2 separate regions of the Mus musculus genome follow, and region 2 is linked to region 1. The links are chromatin contacts, called in public HiCAR-type maps. All regions are on one chromosome and are shown on one strand. Each heading gives the region's core, a stretch centred on a gene start, on an enhancer-like site or on the middle of the called end of the contact. The rest is flanking DNA. Distances are from core to core; before and after follow the strand shown.

Region 1 (6,639 bases), core at 2,772-5,271:
ATGTTGTTCCACCTATAGGGTTGAAGATCCCTTTAGCTCCTTGGGTACTTTCTCTAGCTCCTCCATTGGGAGCCCTGTGATCCATCCATTAGCTGACTGTGAGCATCCACTTCTGTGTTTGCTAGGCCCCGACATAGTCTCACAAGAGACAGCTACATCTGGGTCCTTTCAGTAAAATCTTGCTAGTGTATGCAATGGTGTCAGCATTTGGAAGCTGATTATGGGGTGGATCCCTGGATATGGCAGTCTCTACATGGTCCATCCTTTCATCTCAGCTCCATACTTTGTTTCTGTAACTCCTTCCATGGGTGTTTTGTTCCCACTTCTAAGGAGGGGCATAGTGTCCACACTTCAGTCTTCATTTTTCTTGAGTTTCATGTGTTTAGGAAATTGTATCTTATATCGTGGGTATCCTAGGTTTTGGGCTAGTATCCACTTATCAGTGAGTACATATTGTGTGAGTTCCTTTGTGATTGTGTTACCTCACTCAGGATGATGCTCTCCAGGTCCATCCATTTGGCTAGGAATTTCATAAATTCATTCTTTTTAATAGCTGAGTAGTACTCCATTGTGTAGATGTACCACATTTTCTGTATCCATTCCTCTGTTGAGGGGCATCTGGGTTCTTTCCAGTTTCTGGCTATTATAAATAAGGCTGCTATGAACATAGTGGAGCATGTGTCCTTCTTACCAGTTGGGGCTTCTTCTGGATATATGCCCAGGAGAGGTATTGCTGGATCCTCCGGTAGTACTATGTCCAATTTTCTGAGGAACCGCCAGACTGATTTCCAGAGTGGTTGTACAAGCCTGCAATCCCACCAACAATGGAGGAGTGTTCCTCTTTCTCCACATCCTCGCCAGCATCTGCTGTCACCTGAATTTTTGATCTTAGCCATTCTCACTGGTGTGAGGTGGAATCTCAGGGTTGTTTTGATTTGCATTTCCCTAATGATTAAGGATGTTGAACATTTTTTCAGGTGCTTCTCTGCCATTCGGTATTCCTCAGGTGAGAATTCTTTGTTCAGTTCTGAGCCCCATTTTTTAAGGGGGTTATTTGATTTTCTGAGGTCCACCTTCTTGAGTTCTTTATATATGTTGGATATTAGTCCCCTATCTGATTTAGGATAGGTAAAGATCCTTTCCCAGTCTGTTGGTGGTCTTTTTGTCTTATAGACAGTGTCTTTTGCCTTGCAGAAACTTTGGAGTTTCATTAGGTCCCATTTGTCAATTCTCGATCTTACAGCACAAGCCATTGCTGTTCTGTTCAGGAATTTTTCCCCTGTGCCCATATCTTCAAGGCTTTTCCCCACTTTCTCCTCTATAAGTTTCAGTGTCTCTGGTTTTATGTGAAGTTCCTTGATCCACTTAGATTTGACCTTAGTACAAGGAGATAAGTATGGATCGATTCGCATTCTTCTACATGATAACAACCAGTTGTGCCAGCACCAATTGTTGAAAATGCTGTCTTTCTTCCACTGGATGGTTTTGGCTCCCTTGTCGAAGATCAAGTGACCATAGGTGTGTGGGTTCATTTCTGGGTCTTCAATTCTATTCCATTGGTCCACTTGTCTGTCTCTATACCAGTACCATGCAGTTTTTATCACAATTGCTCTGTAGTAAAGCTTTAGGTCAGGCATGGTGATTCCACCAGAGGTTCTTTTATCCTTGAGAAGAGTTTTTGCTATCCTCGGTTTTTTGTTATTCCAGATGAATTTGCAAATTGCTCCTTCTAATTCGTTGAAGAATTGAGTTGGAATTTTAATGGGGATTGCATTGAATCTGTAGATTGCTTTTGGCAAGATAGCCATTTTTACAATGTTGGTCCTGCCAATCCATGAGCATGGGAGATCTTTCCATCTTCTGAGATCTTCTTTAATTTCTTTCTTCAGGGACTTGAAGTTTTTATCATACAGATCTTTCACTTCCTTCGTTAGAGTCACGCCGAGATATTTTATATTATTTGTGGCTATTGAGAAGGGTGTTGTTTCCCTAATTTCTTTCTCAGCCTGTTTATTCTTTGTGTAGAGAAAGGCCATTGACTTGTTTGAGTTAATTTTATATCCAGCTACTTCACCGAAGCTGTTTATCAGGTTTAGGAGTTCTCTGTTGGAATTTTTAGGGTCACTTATATATACTATCATATCATCTGCAAAAAGTGATATTTTGACTTCCTCTTTTCCAATTTGTATCCCCTTGATCTCCTTTTGTTGTCGAATTGCTCTGGCTAATACTTCAAGTACTATGTTGAAAAGGTAGGGAGAAAGTGGGCAGCCTTGTCTAGTCCCTGATTTTAGTGGGATTGCTTCCAGCTTCTCTCCATTTACTTTGATGTTGGCTACTGGTTTGCTGTAGATTGCTTTTATCATGTTTAGGTATTGGCCTTGAATTCCTGATCTTTCCAGAACTTTTATCATGAATGGGTGTTGGATCTTGTCAAATGCTTTTTCTGCATCTAACGAGATGATCATGTGGTTTTTGTCTTTGAGTTTGTTTATATAATGGATTACATTGATGGATTTTCGTATATTAAACCATCCCTGCATCCCTGGAATAAAACCTACTTGGTCAGGATGGATGATTGCTTTAATGTGTTCTTGGATTCGGTTAGCGAGAATTTTATTAAGAATTTTTGCATCGATGTTCATAAGAGAAATTGGTCTGAAGTTCTCTATCTTTGTTGGATCTTTCTGTGGTTTAGGTATCAGAGTAATAGTGGCTTCATAAAATGAGTTGGGTAGAGTACCTTCTACTTCTATCTTGTGAAAAAGTTTGTGCAGAACTGGAGTTAGATCTTCTTTGAAGGTCTGATAGAACTCTGCACTAAACCCATCTGGTCCTGGGCTTTTTTTGGCTGGGAGACTATTAATAACTGCTTCTATTTCTTTAGGGGATATGGGACTGTTTAGAAGGTCAACTTGATCCTGATTCAACTTTGGTACCTGGTATCTGTCCAGAAATTTGTCCATTTCGTCCAGGTTTTCCAGTTTTGTTGAGTATAGCCTTTTGTAGAAGGATCTGATGGTGTTTTGGATTTCTTCAGGATCTGTTGTTATGTCTCCCTTTTCATTTCTGATTTTGTTAATTAGGATTTTGTCCCTGTGCCCTTTAGTGAGTCTAGCTAAGGGTTTATCTATCTTGTTGATTTTCTCAAAGAACCAACTCCTCGTTTGGTTAATTCTTTGAATAGTTCTTCTTGTTTCCACTTGGTTGATTTCACCCCTGAGTTTGATTATTTCCTGCCGTCTACTCCTCTTGGGTGAATTTGCTTCCTTTTTTTCTAGAGCTTTTAGATGTGTTGTCAAGCTGCTAGTATGTGCTCTCTCCCGTTTTTTCTTGAAGGCACTCATAGCTATGAGTTTCCCTCTTAGAAATGCTTTCATTGTGTCCCAAAGGTTTGGGTACGTTGTGGCTTCATTTTCATTAAACTCTAAAAAGTCTTTAATTTCTTTCTTTATTCCTTCCTTGACCAAGGTATCATTGAGAAGAGTGTTGTTCAGTTTCCATGTGAATGTTGGCTTTCTGTTATTTATTTTGTTATTGAAGATCAGCCTTAGTGCATGGTGATCTGATAGGATACATGGGACAATTTCAATATTTTTGAATCTGTTGAGGCCTGATTTGTGACCTATTATGTGGTCAATTTTGGAGAAGGTACCATGAGGTGCTGAGAAGAAGGTATATCCTTTTGTTTTAGGATAAAATGTTCTGTAGATATCTGTCAGATCCATTTGTTTCATCACTTCTGTTAGTTTCAGTGTGTCCCAGAAATGAAGTTTAAGAAGGTCTGCTGACACACTGATTCTTCTCTGTGCATTCTTTACGGAATGAACTCTTGAAGTTGTTCTACAAAAACCTTAAGCATCATTAGCAAAAGCCAACTTAAGTGTACGAGGTGTGATCCCAGAACGCACCGCCACTAGGGTGCAGCAAAGGTTCTTCCTTAGGGCATGAGCTAGTTAGGACTTCAAAGTTCAAGGTGAGCCAACTCTGCCTTCTGTGACTCACTCTCTTGCTACGTCCCCAGGAGGGGCATCTGCTCCTAGCTTGCTCTTCATATGCAGAAATAGAGTGTAGATGAAGCTCCAGGAAACAGTCCTGGGACTGTAGGGCTGATCCGGTCCTTCCTGGCGCTAAGGTTTGTGCTTGGATAAATAGGAACAGAGAGCTAATGGTGATGAGACACCAGCTCAGAGCTTTCAGCTGTAAAAAAATACCTATTGGCATCTTAAATCTTAGTATGCAACATTGATTTTATAGCTATGTTTTAATTTTGAGATTTTTTTTTTTGGAGAGGTTGGGAAGAGGCGTAATAAAACACACTAATTTTAAGTTGCATCTAATTTTAGAAAATTAAAATACAAAAACATGTTTCAGAAATTTAATAAAATAGTGTATACAAGTAATTCAAAAAGCCATGCTCTCTCTCTCTCTCTCTTTCTCTCTCTGTGTGTGTCTGTCAGTCTTTTAGAGAATGCAGTTCTTGGACGAGAGTCTACATGCTTATGCCTTTGATCTTGTGTCTTCCTAACTATTCCTCTTCTTTGCCCACTTTGAAATGCACTCAGCTTCTAATGCATTTCCTTAAGGCCAGACAATGCTCAGTTGAAATGTCAGAGAAAAGTTTACCAGATAGTTTCTAACACATTAGCAAAGCTAGAAGAGCATCCAGAGTTTTCCTTTCTTTTTCAAATGATTTAGAATCTTTTCTTTTTAATTAAAAAGAGGGTCAAGTTCAATTTTAGGTGAAATAGTAATGGTGATGAGGAGAAGGGGCCTTGGACCATCTCTCAGTAATACAGTGGGGTGGATGTATACGCCACTCTCACAATGAGTCAGCTCTTTCTTGCCCTGTATATTTCCATGTGCCAATGATGACCAGGCAGTTTTCAATCGGGGGAGTATGACTGTTGTGACCAGCATTTTTGAAAGGCTGAGAAATGGTGGGCTAATATTAAAATGAAGGAAATGGATTAGATCTAAAAGGTTTATTCATTCAACAAGCATTTTAGGACATCTACTATGTATCTTACATTAAATTACTTCTGAGAACATTAAGATAAGAGGGAGATAGAGTTCGGGCAGAAACAAAGCAGAGCGAGTAAGAAAACCCTTTCCCAAAATATCTGTTAGGACAGAGTCAACATTATGCAAAGTGGATGTCAGTTGCTTGTCAAAAAGAGTTTTTCTTCTGTCTTCCTTATACAGACACACCGTGGTGAGACACCTTTTTGTTTTTTTTAAACAAATGTTGCATTATTGGTTCACTTGATAACTATGAAATGATTACTCAGAAAACCATGGAAATCAATAAAACTGGGTTTATGAAATCAATAAAACTGGGTTTGTGGGGCAAGCAACACCAAACAGTGCCAAGTGGTGGTCACTGTGTAGTACCTGGTGTTTGTGTAGTTCTGCCTCACTGGAACACTGTCCATTAGTGTAAACAGTAATGCAGAAGTGATGAGGTGGCCCAGGGTCTCATTTACTCTGCCCCTCTCTTGGATCAGTAGCTCAGGAAGTGCCAGGTACAACTCTGTGAACAGAACTACAGGTTGGTCCCAGTGATCGTAAACTGGTTTCCAGCCAACAACCATGAAGGCAAGCTTGGAAACAGATTTCATTCTTATTCCATTCATCAGGTGAGGGCATCATAGATATTTTTCTATTTGTGATCTCTTTTTGCCTGAAAAATTCTTATGTAATTTTGGGTTAATAGTTATATAAAATAGCTGCACATGTCAACATTTACTATGATCAGTCAATTAAAACAGTTCTTTGGTATATGAGTAATTTGTTGAAGGTAAAAGAAAGTTTACTAATCAGAAGAATTCATTTGTTCTTATGTAAAAAGTTAAACCTTGGCTGAATATTTGATATAGCAGAATATGTAAAGAACAAAGCAAAAAAGAAAATCCTTTCCAAAAATATTTATAAGCTAAAGACAAGTCCAACATTATACAAAATGAAAGCATCTTAAATGTCTTTCAGAGTTGATCAGTAGTTTGGTTTTATAGTTGCTATGACTGAGAATTTTATTTTACATAAAAGCATAGCACAAAATGTCAGAAGTCTGTTTCAGGTCATTTGAGGAAATGAAATTCTGCTCTAATCCCTAGCTGAAATTAACAAAACTTTAAACAAGATTCATAGCAGTTTTAGAAAAGGCACCATTCTACTATAGCATAATCTGAAGATGGACGAATTTGATTGGAGGACCGATAGCAGGAAGCTATAATTCCCATAGTTACGCCATCATGTTTCCACGAGAGGAGAAAACTGCGTGTGTACCGTAGCCACTGTACCTAAGACCGTCCGATAGTCCTGACTCTGAGCCCATGTGCTCCATCTGTTAGCACTGCATGGCATGACAGCATGCACAGTGCAAGGCACACACACGTTAGGACTTCAGGATCGAGGCTGGGGTGAGGTTGTATGGTACAACGCAGGACAGCAACACCAGAAATGCCTTACACCCATTACATATTTGATCCTGAGCTAATTTTTGGTGTTGCATGCCCAGAAACCGTTTACTACTGCCAAAGTTTCCATGCCCCTAAATAGGAGGTTATACAACTCGTACTGGGCTTTGAGCCATGGTCTAATAAGCTGTCTTTTAGGTGAGCTCAGTCTCTGCTGACA
Region 2 (6,786 bases), core at 2,319-4,818, 700 kb before region 1:
ACACATTCACACAAAAATAAATATTTTCTGCTAAAATAATTTAATTTATTATGATTTGATTCGGAACTGAATAAATGGCTCTGCGGTTAAGAACACTGACTGCGGGCTGGTGAGATGGCTCAGTGGTTAAGAGCACCATGGAGCCGGGCGTGGTGGCGCACGCCTTTAATCCCAGCACTCGGGAGGCAGAGGCAGGCGGATTTCTGAGTTCGAGGCCAGCCTGGTCTGCAAAGTGAGTTCCAGGACAGCCAGGGCTATACAGAGAAACCCTGTCTCAAAAAACAAAACAAAACAAAACAACAACAACAAAAAAGAGCACCATGTCTTCTGAAGGTCCTGAGTTCAAATCCCAGCAACCACATGGTAGCTCACAACCATCCTCTTCTGTAGTGTCCAAAGACAGCTACAGTGTACTTACATATTATAAATAAATAAATAAATCTTAAAAAAACGCAGACTGCTCTTCTGAAGGTCCTGAGTTCAAATCCCAGCAACTACATTGTGGCTCACAAGCATCCGTAATGAGATCTGATTATACTGTAATCCTGAATCACATTAATACAGAGTCCTCCTCTGGTGTGTCTGAAGACAGCCACAGTATATGTCTTAGTCAGGGTTTCTATTCCTACACAAACATCATGACCAAGAAGCAAGTTGGGGAGGAAAGGGTTTATTCGGCTTACACTTCCATACTGCTCTTCATCACCAAGGAAGTCAGGACTGGAACTCAAGCAGGTCAGGAAGCAGGAGCTGATGCAGAGGCCATGGAGGGATGTTCTTTACTGGCTTGCCTCCCCTGGCTTGCTCAGCCTGCTCTCTTATAGAACCCAAGACTACCAGCCCAGAGATGGTCCCACCCACAAGGGGATCTCCCACCTTGATCACTAATTGAGAAAATGCCTTGCAGCTGGATCTCGTGGAGGCATTTCCCCAACTGAAGCTCCTTTCTCTGTGATAACTCCAGCCTGTGTCAAATTGACACAAAACTAGCCAGTACGGTGTACTTACATATAAAGAAATCTTTTTTAAAAAAAAATGAACAGGGTGTTATCTCTGTCCTCATTCTCAAACTAGGAATAGCTCAGTCACGAGACTTCAGAAGGAGGCAATGGGACATTAGCAATCTGACCCTTTACCCAAATTTTCTTGTGGACAGTGACAGTGCATCAGGGAATAGCGCCACCGGCTTGGTTTAAGTCCCCAGTTAGCCCTGGGACTTGGTACATGAGGGTTGCTTGAGAAACCCCCCTCTTTGGGTAGTTTTAGCTGCCCTTTCACATATGGGCCCCTCTCCACACACATACTAATTTTTAGATGAAAGTTGTATTTTCTTCATTCAAAACAAAACAAAAAATCCCAAAAACTAGTATATGAAAATTGGATTTTGTGATTTCCCATGATATTCTAACTCTTTTGATTCAGGTCCTTACCCAACCCAACTGAAAAAATCCATAGGCTGCCTTATGTCTCCTACACTTCTGAACAAGTTGTCAGGCTAGGTGCAAGCACCTTTACTTGTAGAGATGTTGGCAGCCCTAGGATCTTCTTGACTGAAGTTAGGTAGTAAAGACGGGGACACAGGCAGATTGCTTGCCTTGCACTTGGCATGCCAGGGTCGTTCAATAGAGCAGTGGTTTCCCAAGCCTTTGGCCAGTTCTGCGTCCTCTGTCCTAACCTCCTTAGCCCCAGCTCTGGCCTCAGGTGCAGCAGCAATCTGCCATCCCAACTCCACACTTGGGGATGTTACACATTCTCTAAGGTATAATCTGTGACTAATTTATATGGTATCCAGGGATGTAGGGAGGCTCCTTCATAGCTGGGGATTCTTGGAAGCTAGGAAGGAGGTGGCAAGTCATGTTGCTGTCAAAGATATGGGAAACTGGAATCTGACATTGTGCAAGAAAGAGCTGGACCATGCTGTCTGTCAATGACTTCCCTCTTTTTTTTGGGGGGGGGGGGTGCGGTCAAGACAGGATTTCTCTGTATAGCCCTGGCTGTCCTGGAATTTATTCTGTAGACCAGGCTGGCCTCAAACTCAGAAATACGCTTACCTCTGCCTCCCACGTGCTGGGATTAAAGGTGTGTGCTACCACTGCCCGGCTGACTTCCCTCTTCTTCTTCAACTACCCCTTATATACAGTTAGAAAGACTAATACTGAATCGAATTAAAATTAAAATAACCCAGCCTCTGGGTAGAATTAATAGTTACATATTCTTCCTAGATTTCTGAAGAACGCCACCCACTTTCCACTTAACTCTTTGCAGATCGCAGTTGTTTTTTTGACCAATTGCCCCTTTGTGTCACCTCCCTTCAGGGCTGTTTATACTACAGCCGACTGAAACTGCTGGGTGGTTATGCAGTTGCATAACTCCAAACAAAAGCATTACCTGCAGGAACCAAGTGGGGGACTCACTGGCCTCAGGAGGTAAACGAAAGGCCACATGCCCCTGAAATGGAAACCTTGGAATAATCATAGGGCCGATACACAGGAGTGTAACCAGACCTGGACAGTTACCGGGGTGGAGACTGACCAGCCAAACGCAGCAAGAAAGGTATGTCCAGACTCTGCAGCTCCCTGCAAGCAGGATAGAGAGCTCTCTTCTGCGGACCCAGCTGCTTTAAAGTTACCCATGCCCCTTGCAAGCTCACCCCTCATCCATACTCCCGATAGAAACTCACTGGTCCAACAGATTGGACATTGGTATGAAGGAATGCAAGGACACAAGCAGGGCTATCTTGTCTGAGTCAACACCATCTGCCCCGAACCTCCCCTCTGTCTACTGCCCCTTGACGCCAGGTAAAGTCATACATCAACCTGGTTGCTATGTGAACAAAGATAAGCCCCCAGCCCACAGGAACAAAGTCCTGATGCCCTTTGGCTGATATGTAATCTTACTGTTAATGTTTGAATGAGCCAATCCCATTCCTTTGTTGAAATTCCTCGCACCCCTATCCCTTTTTCTTCCATAAAAACCCCTAACTTTTGAGCCTCAAGGCCGACCTCTGTTATCTCCTGTGTGGGATGCATGTCGGTCCGGAGCTCCGTCATTAAACTACCTCGTGTAATTACATCAAGGCCTTTTCGTGATTCTTTGGGTGCGCGCCAGATTGGGAATTGAGTAGGGGTTTCCCCACTAGGCTCTATCAGGTGTAGTTATTACTTTGGTCTGTGGTGGGCCCCCTTTCTGGGATGAGTATGAGTTGTGTCTCTTCAGAAAGGTCTGTCAAGCCATAGCTGCTTATGGAGTTGGTTTTCAAGGTCAATTAAAGTGGAAAGGCTCATCCTAAATATGAATGTCACTATTCTCTGTCCTGGAGTTCTGTACTAAATAGAAAGGAGAGAGCAAGCTGAGCTGTAAGAGTTAAAAACTAACTCCCTTGCAAACTGAGGTTAAAACTAAATTACTGTGTAAATAAGAGAAAAACCTAGAAATCAGTAGGACCTTATTCTTAGCCTAAGGATTGTTATTCACAGGAAGTCTAGCCTGCAACCCTAAGGCCAGGATGGTCAGTAGCTGACTCAATCTAAAGTCAGTAATCTAAAGAAAAGATGATCTCAGAGCCTCACCCCTTATTGTGTAATTGTTATGCAAAAATGTTGGCGGGATGCCTGTTGTGTTCCTGTAACCTCGCTTAACCATTGCTTGTTCAGAAAAACAAACCTACAAACCAAGAAACGCCTCAGGCAGCAGACCCCCCCACCCCCCCAGAGTTGACACAATTGTGATTTTTGCCTTGAAAAACTTCAGTCCCTGTCTTCCCTGTCTGCAGCAGCTCTCAGATTGGAAAGGAGGCTGATGCTGCGGCACTGCTGAAAATTTAAAAAAAAAAAAAAATTTTTTTTTTTAAATCTTTTAAATTGAAAGATGTTTTGTTTGGGGCCGGGGGGTTGGGTGTGGGGGTGTGTCTTTCCTTAGTGGTTCCGAATTCCCACAACAAAGCATTCATGGTTGCTTCTGCCTCGGGTTTCTGCCGCCAAAATCAAATAACCATGCCCTCCAAACTGAGTCAATGTTGCAACTCCGAGGAACATGCCAAACAGCGGACAGAAAAGGATGGCTTATGTAATTCTATATCCTATCAATTTGGCATATGCTACCACAAGTAGTTCCTCACACCTGTGCAGAGCAGTTACAGGAGTTGATTTGGCTTTGATAGCATGGTTGGACCCGATGTGTGTATGCGTATCACACACACACACACACACACACACACACACACACACACACATATATATATATATATATATATATATATGATCTATTATATACTGCAGTTATATATTATATATAATCTTGCAGTTAAACACGGTGTAGAAAGAATGTAGGAGATCTGGACTGCCTTTTTGTCTTCCCAGGACCTTGCCTCTTGGGCTTACAGATGAATTTCTTTAGGAAACCATCTCCTTCTGCACTTAGTCCAAGGTCTCCCTTCTTTTCCTGCCTCTCACTCCATCTTCTCCCGAACACTGAGTACATGGATGGCACTTGCACCCACTAAGAAGCCAGGTTCCTTTGTCCGCACAGTCCATTACGTCTGTTGTTGGCCAACAAGGGTCAAGCTCAGGTCTGCTGATTGAGTGGCGGGGAAGGAGGCATTCTGTGTGTTAACAGAAAATACGTACAACCTAGAGCTTTCTCCCCAGGCTGGAAACAGTTCAGCCTTGTATTTTTCTAGGGTCCATGTCAAGTTGTGTAAAACCAGGATTATTTAATGGGGTGGGGAGTGGGAGATAGGATCTTACTATGTATTATTCCAGGCTGGCCTGCAACTCTATCATCAGTAGACCAAACCAGTTTTGAACTCACAGGAAACTGCCCGCCTCTGCCTCCTGAGAGATGGGCTTGGGACACTCCTATTTGTCTCCAACCAGTAACCAGGGCCTTGAGCGTATATGACAATCTGAGCTCTTGTAGTTGAGTGAATACTTGTTTGGAAGCATGGGAGACCTGAAATTACAGGACATGTGACCAACAAGACAATGCAGGCAAGAGCACCAAATGACTGAAAAATACTAGCATCATCACAGCGTGTACCGCATGTATGTGGCCTGCCGTCAGTGGGACTGCATTTTTGTCCATCCTGTTTTGTAGCTAGCTCACAGTCAGTATGTACCTGGAAATGGTGCTTTGGTATTAGCTCTTAACTTGTCCTCTGCACATACCACTATCCCACTTTTATTGAGTTTTTCTCTTTTTTTTTTTTTTTTTTTATTTATTCATTTATTTATTTATTTATTACGTATTTTCCTCAATTACATTTCCAATGCTATCCCAAAAGTCCCCCATACCCTCCCCCCCGAGTTTTTCTCTTTAAACTTGGATTTATTGTGGTGTGTGTGTGTGTTCACGGGTGGTTTGGGCATGTTTATTTACTTACAAAACACTGTGAGCTCCCAACTGAGTATTGGGACCTGAAGCATGGGGGACCTGAAATTACAGGGATCTCTGGGAGAACAGCCAGTTCTCTGAATCCTAACATTCTTTGACAGGTGTCAAAAAGTTTTAAGACTGTAACAGGGACTGGAGAGATGGGTCAGGTTCAGAGCTGCTCTTCCAGAGGTCCTGAGTTCAATTTCCAGCAACCACATAGTGTCTCAGAACCACTTATAAAGAAATCTGGTGCTCTCTTCTGGCCTACAGGTATACATGCAGGAAGAATGCTATATACATAATAAATACATAAATCTTAAAAAAAAAAAAAAGACCATGAGGGGGAAACCCCTAGAAATTAGGAGGCTAAGGCAGGTATAAATACGCACAGCTTTCCCTGACATATACTGCCAGTATAGAACTCACCTGAAGTCAGTAAAGAACCCACTCCTATGGCTGTGTGCCCACAAACACACTACGCATATGCATACACAGAAAGCTATTTTTAAAAAATTGACTTTCAAAAGTTTTAGTAAATACTAGAGTTTTTGACACCACCAGCTGGTTCCTTAGTCAAGGGTGTTAGATACAACAGTCATTAGGTGCTTTGTGTTACGCCAAGCTGGAACTTGCACATCATAATAATAATCTTGACTACAAAGGATACAGATAATAACACTAGAAGCTCAGAGTTTTATTAGGTACTCAAATACTACAAAAGATAAAGACTAGAAACGTATTTTATTTGGTTTTCCAAAACAGGGTTCCTCAGCGTAACCCTGGCTATCCTGGAACTCACTGTAGAGCAGGTTGGCCTCAGAACTCAGAAATTCACCTGCCTCTCAAGTATTAGGGCTCTGAAAAGATGCTTCTAAAGTTAGCCCCAAATCAAACAAACCTTTGGAAGACAAAGGGAAAACGAGTAATTAGCTCTAATTTTAAACAAATATTATTCCCCTGAGGGGGTGCACCGTTCCTGGAGGTACTGCAATACCAGATCGATGCGTGGAGTGGACGGAGCAAGCTCCTATTCCAACTCCTAGTTCCAAAAATCCACTTAATATATTGTCCTCAGATAGAGGACGTATCAGATATTAAACTGATAAGAACAGATACTACACTTGATCTTAGCCAAAAGGCCGAGAAGCGATACCCAGCACACACCATGCAGCCGTGCTCTGCGTCCGCGAGACACATTAACTTCGTGGTGACCGCTCGCAACCCTCACTTCCTGCCTTCCCCGCGGCTCCTTCCTCCTCCCGTGCGCGTCTTGCATCCTCCACGCCTCACTCCCACTCCAGCACCCACAGCTTCAGCTACAACGTCCACGACCCCGGCTCTCCCGGCGTTCTCGAGCGCGCACGCCGAGTATTATTTGCATGCCCCGCCCCACGAGGGGCGTGGCGGTTCGCA

What was found. HiCAR-type assays count read pairs that join an accessible place to other places.
Region 2: a contact with region 1 is called in a HiCAR-type map of embryonic stem cells, with 3 times the contacts expected there. The contact joins two enhancer-like sites. A contact is called at or near these places in 1 of 15 datasets of contacts at CTCF or cohesin (the NIH/3T3 cell line) and 3 of 115 datasets of contacts at active chromatin or transcription factors (bone marrow-derived macrophages, embryonic limb bud and embryonic stem cells).

Annotation. Positions count from the first base shown.
Region 1 is chr1:71,529,178-71,535,816 of GRCm38.p6, reverse strand. No RefSeq gene overlaps it. Among named protein-coding and RNA genes, the nearest start is that of Atic, 25 kb to the left of the region's middle. Within about 2 kb of position 4,021, at least 9 of the 459 cell types and tissues checked have an H3K27ac peak or open chromatin away from gene starts, as enhancers often do. A contact at or near this core is called in embryonic stem cells, where this site is marked.
Region 2 is chr1:72,225,978-72,232,763 of GRCm38.p6, reverse strand. Gm25360 (a small nuclear RNA gene) reads right to left here and starts at 6,524; the gene lies at 6,334-6,524. Within about 2 kb of position 3,568, at least 18 of the 459 cell types and tissues checked have an H3K27ac peak or open chromatin away from gene starts, as enhancers often do. A contact at or near this core is called in embryonic stem cells, where this site is marked.